Linked DNA regions of Mus musculus: region 2 is linked to region 1. The links are chromatin contacts, called in public Hi-C maps. All regions are on one chromosome and are shown on one strand. The core of a region is the stretch at or near the end of the contact, and the rest is flanking DNA. Distances in the headings are between cores, read along the strand shown. Region 1 overlaps Marchf1 (membrane associated ring-CH-type finger 1). Region 2 holds the start of Tma16 (translation machinery associated 16).

Region 1 (2,700 bases), core at 94-2,593:
ATTTCTATGGGTAGATTTGAAGAATAATAAGGGCTAAGACAAATTTCAAAGCATTTTTAATAAAATACAGAGTCTATCCAAGTTGTTTTGCTCTGTTCTATAGATCTCTGCTTTCCAACAGCCTCCATGAACTTCTTAAGTTCTTTTAGCCTATCTTCAGCCAGAAATAGTTCATCGTTGGTTTTCTCATATCCCATGGGAATTTTCATGATATTCTTCTAAAGAATAAAAATATTCCAATGCAAAAATATATGCAGGAAGTATTTTTGCTAAATAAAATTGGCTAGAAGAGTGACAAACAAGTCACTATAACCCTGTTCTGTACTGTTAACAGGAAATGGTGTATAGAATTACTCTACTGAAAGCTACAGTGATAAAGGTTAGTGGAAGTGAGTAGGAAGGACATGGTGGTAGCCCACTAAGTAACTAGGAAGCACCTTAATTGTTAGGTCTAGTGAGAGCATAAGACAAAGTTGTTGACGGCCATGGTACCCTGGAGAACCTGAGAAATGTGAGATACTGGTATTTATAAATGTAAGAGACATTAGAGGCCAGTTGACTTGAGAACGGTGTGATGAGTTACATTATAAGCAAGCCATTTGTGATTCCAAATGTGCTCCAGTGTAGATTTTCCATCAGTCAGTCAGTCCTGGACACATGCACAGAATAGAATCACTAAATGGACTCAACAAGTCGTATACATATGTGTGCCTGTCTATGTATGTTACTACTATTACTACTACTACTACTAATAATAATAATAATAATAATAATAATAATAATAATAATAATAAAAGAAAATATGAAAAATTTTAGAGAGGATGTCACTAGAGGATTTGGGAGGAAAGATGGAGTAATCTAGATGGAGTTCTATGTATAAAACTCTCAAAACATACTATATGCAAAATAATAATAGGCATGCTGTTGAAACACAGCACAGTTGGAGCTGATGATAATTTTTCAGTGATTGGTGAGCTATACACTATAAAATCAAACAACTATGTACCTATAAGTCACATAGGTTGATGTGATATACTGACAAGAGAAAATAATGGTTGGCAAACATGAAAAATGTCCTCAAGGTCAGAGAGGACAGAAGGATTTGGGGATCATTTTGAGGGGAATGTAGGAGGCCTAAACAAGAAAATTAAATTTCTACAAGAAACACTGTAGGAGAAATGCTTCCAGATTGATCACAGACACCATGATCCCCTGCGCAGGGAGGAAGACAATGGTGAGAGAAGCAGCAAATGCCTGTGAACTTGTAGTTCTGTTGCTTCAGACATGCAAAGGCAGATCTTACTTTAGTCACAACCACGAAGAAGAAGCAACCCCTGAGCCCTTCCTCCTTTTCTGTTCCTGGCATTTGGCCCACATGTGGACACCATATCCTCTTTCCCATACTTGTCTCAGTCTTATTCTGAACACGTATTGCTATTAGCCAATTACCATTTGGAAATTAAATCGCCGTGTGGTTATGTGTATGGCTCAAAAGTTGCCTTACAGGAAAATCACATCTAAAAGTAAAAGATCAGAACATGTTGGCCTTTTGTTGGAGTTTTCAGTGGTTTGTACTCTCAGTGGGAAGTGCAGAATCTTTAATATGATTTCTAAGTCCTCACATGATCTCTGTGTGAGACTTGCCTCTGCAGTTTTGGTATGCACCATTAACTATGACCTACCTGTGCTGATATGTTTCTCATTCCCTGAAAGCATCTAGGGTTTTTCTTTACATGGCCCCCTATGACCCTCACTAGACTGATTGCTAGTCACTGTTTCTCAGTTTAAAAAGCCATTTCTCCCATTATACTCAACTCCTAACTAATGCTCAAGACCTCTCAGTTCCATGACATATTTTATTTTAATTCATTTTTAGAAATAACTGTACTCTGTTCACATTTATTTCCCTCCACACATACTAGTCTTTCTCATTGTCTTTAATCTCTTATCACTTTCAATGGTTTCCTTCTTCATCCCAAATAATGCCTTCTCTGCCTTACTCATACACATATACATATGTACATGTATTGCTAAATTTAGAATGCACGTGAGAGAATACACACAGCATAGTTTTCAATGGTAAAATGCAGCTATTTTGTGATTAACTGCAATCTTTTTTTGCTAACATTTGCAAAGCATTTGTACCTTGGAGATACAACAAACTTCTCAGCATATTTTTTTTTTAATTTAAGGAAAATATCCTTTTTAAGCCATTGATGTTGATTATGTGAAGTCATAGTATCCAGTTCTGGGTAAGCTTGCCACTAAAAAAATCTACCTATGAAGGATTCTTGAGTCTTGTGGTTCTAAGACCTTAACATGAATCTACAACTACTAGAGAGTTTATTTAAACATAGATCACTGGTTATTTCTAGAGTCTTCTGTACTCTGGTATTAAGACCTTGAATTTACATTTCTGGTATAGTCACAGATGATACTGATGCTTTAGACTAAAAATCATGTCTTAAGAACCATAGTTGTATGTCATAGGTCTCTCATGGTTTAGATGGGAAGAAAGTGGAAGACAGGGAAGCAAAAGATGAGTTAGGAAAGCTGTTAGACATTTGTGGTACATCATAACTCAGTTTCTTTCTTGTTCACAATCATAGGCTGATACAGTTGAGCCATTACCAGAAACCCAATCATCCTGGTTAGGCTGCTGCTTCCATTTCAAAGCCACTTCCTCAACTCAGTCAACCC
Region 2 (2,700 bases), core at 69-2,568, 95 kb after region 1:
TTTACAAAGAAGTCGAAAAAATCTGTCTACAGTGTTAATCCAGTATAGAGTTTCTTTCCCTATTGAAAGAGATCAGCTTGGTTCTAAGCTTTAGCACAGAAAGCCATCTCTTCCAACTTTCTTCTCCAGCATTTCCTTCACACAGCTCCTTCTCCCCATTCTTACTGAAGATCACTATTCCAGAATAAACCACACTGCAACTTGAGACTACACTTGTTATCTCTGTCTGTAATTCTTTCCTTCCCTTTTCCTTTGCTAAGACAAAGCTCGAAATAATCTCAAAAAAACTCTCCAAATAATTAAAATGTTCATCAATTCCTCATTCACACAATTCTCTTAGACATTGGTCATTTTTTCATTAATCTGATGAGAGAAGGCACGTCTAAGTCTGAAACCCATCTGAGGTTGGCTATGAATAAAAAAATAATAATCTTAAAGCCGTAAGAACACACACATGGAGGATAGTGGGGCAAATGAGAAACGAGATTAAACATCAAACATACACATGGCGAAAACAGATTCTCACAAATTGTTCTCCGATATCCACACGTACATAAAATCAGTTATAAACATAAATTCGGCCAGGCGGTGGTGGCGCACCCCTTTATTCCCAGCACTTGGGAGGCAGAGGCAGGCGGATTTCTGACTTTGAGGCCAGCCTGGTCTACAAAGTGAGTTCCAGGACAGCCAGGGCTATACAGAGAAACCCTGTCTCGAAAGAAAAAAAAAAAAAACATAAATTCGGATACTGTGAATGAGCTCTTTATATCGCTATACATAAACCGTTTATAACACTCTTAACTACTGTCTTAAAATGCAAACAAAACAGCATTGTTGCCCGGTAGGAATGGGAGTTGTAGAGGCAGGACTAAAGTCAGAACAGAAGGGCTGCGGGCCGATGCACCTCGTGGGTGGCTGTGACCCTGGGCAGGGGAGACCTGCACTTGCCCCAGGGCAGAGGTGGGTGGATCCACAAAGCGGTATTAGTTAAGGCCCTCAGGAAAATGAGAAACCGGGAGACGTGGACAACGCCACCCAGAGCGAGTTGAGAACGCGCTGGAGCACTCCGATCCTGGGGCAGCACCGGGGGCCCACCACCGCCCCACGCAGCCACTCCGAGTCCCGGCTTCTCCCGGGTCCGAGCTTGTACTCCCCGGCCGCCCGACCAGAGCCTCCCGGAGAACCTAAGGGGCCGCTCACCATGGCGATGTCTTGGCCACCGAGGCCGGGCGATGTCCCGATGCGACAATTTCACAGAGGGCAGCGCAGCCGCTCTCAAGTCCGCTTCTTCCCTAACACACGTGGGCCCCGGGGGAAACAAATAGGGGCGGACAGGAAGGGGAGGAGCTGGTGCTTTCTCTAAAGCGTCCCTAGAAACTGAGACGTAATGTTTTTCCGCCCGCCTTGTTTTACAGCCCGGGAGCCACACAAAGGCGGGGAGAGTAGAGAGAGAGAGAGAGTCGAGCTCAGAGAACAGAAGTCTGTCTGTCTTCTGTTTCTGACTGAAAGGCCGGCCTTGAGTATCGGCCAGAAGGCAGCTCTCCATGGGCGAGCAACTTGTTAGGAGATAGCATTACCTCACCTAGAGGTGCCCATCTCCCAGAATGGTGTAAATTCAGCCTTCACTTTTCCTTTGATTTTCTCTACCATTTTCTTTCTATATCTAAAGCCTGTCTCTCCGGCCTTGTTATTCCGTTTTTGAACAGCATGGTAAAATTTGATAGAAAGTCTTACGTAGTAATTATTAATCAAATGCCTAGTACATGCTACGCATTGAAGGTACTTTGACAGTTTCCCTACTTTCTTTTTTGTATAATTTCTATCTGTAGTGGGACATAAAGAAGTTAGTATTTCAAATACTATTATAATATAAATTATTACCATAGACTAAGTGGATTTAACATACACAAAAAAGGGGAGGAGATGAAGGATCAGGAGGAGAAGGGATGGGAGAAGAGGAGATGTATGGGGGAGTGTTAGGAGAGGGATATGGGAGAAAGGGGGGGCGAGGAAGAGGATGACAATGAATGGATTCCTTGGACCCTATCAGACAACTCTGAAATAAAACTAGAATCCAACAGCAAGAGAAACTACAGGACTTAAAACAAATACTTGGACACGTAATGGTACAATTTTAAATGTACAGTGGGTCACTGAAGAAATCAAGGAGAAAATTCTTAGAAACAAATGAAAATCATAGGCACTCTACGAGCTAGCTAAAGCATCCTAACAGGAAAGTGAGTATTTACAATAAAGCAAAATGAGAGTTTCCAAGTGAAGTAATAATTCATCTTAAGGTTCTAGAAATAAGAAGTCACTCCCAAACCCAATCACTGGATAAATAAATAAATTCATCAATCGATCACTATTAAAGCGGGACCTAATGAAATAGAGACCAAAAAAACCCTCAATACATAGGAATAGCTAAAGCAATCGTTTTTGTTAAAGGACAACTGTTAGTATTTTGTCTAAGCTCCACAACACAGTTATCTGGCAACAGCCAGGTAGGTTCTGCCCCCCCAGTTACCTGGCGTGGTCCCTCAGGGGGAAGGGCTGTGGGCCCACGGAGGCATCCCCTTCCCCATGCCTGACTACACCTCCACAGAATATATCCCCCCTTTATCTTTTTATAAACACATCAATAACAAGACTGATTAAACCCCTAGCCAAACTAGCAAAAGAAATCCCAAATTAATAAAA

Evidence for each region. Hi-C and Micro-C count contacts between places; a contact is called where the count stands out from the background.
Region 2: a contact with region 1 is called in a Hi-C map of bone marrow-derived macrophages, with 3 times the contacts expected there. The contact joins the promoter of Tma16 here to the enhancer-like site in region 1. A contact is called at or near these places in 3 of 39 promoter capture datasets (the C10 cell line, the HPC-7 cell line and neutrophils), 6 of 484 Hi-C or Micro-C datasets (bone marrow-derived macrophages, granulocyte-monocyte progenitors, macrophages and 1 more), 2 of 115 datasets of contacts at active chromatin or transcription factors (bone marrow-derived dendritic cells and microglia) and 3 of 9 other capture datasets (adipose tissue, bone marrow-derived macrophages and liver).

The regions. Positions count from the first base shown.
Region 1 is chr8:66,390,423-66,393,122 of GRCm38.p6, forward strand. All of the region lies in intron 6 of Marchf1 (membrane associated ring-CH-type finger 1), which reads left to right. Among named protein-coding and RNA genes, the nearest start is that of Tma16, 95 kb to the right of the region's middle. Within about 2 kb of position 1,344, at least 37 of the 459 cell types and tissues checked have an H3K27ac peak or open chromatin away from gene starts, as enhancers often do. A contact at or near this core is called in the HPC-7 cell line, adipose tissue, bone marrow-derived dendritic cells and 3 more, where this site is marked.
Region 2 is chr8:66,485,212-66,487,911 of GRCm38.p6, forward strand. It overlaps Tma16 (translation machinery associated 16), which reads right to left and starts at 1,319. Exons shown (of 7, transcript NM_025465.3): 1 at 1,201-1,319. The coding sequence starts at 1,203.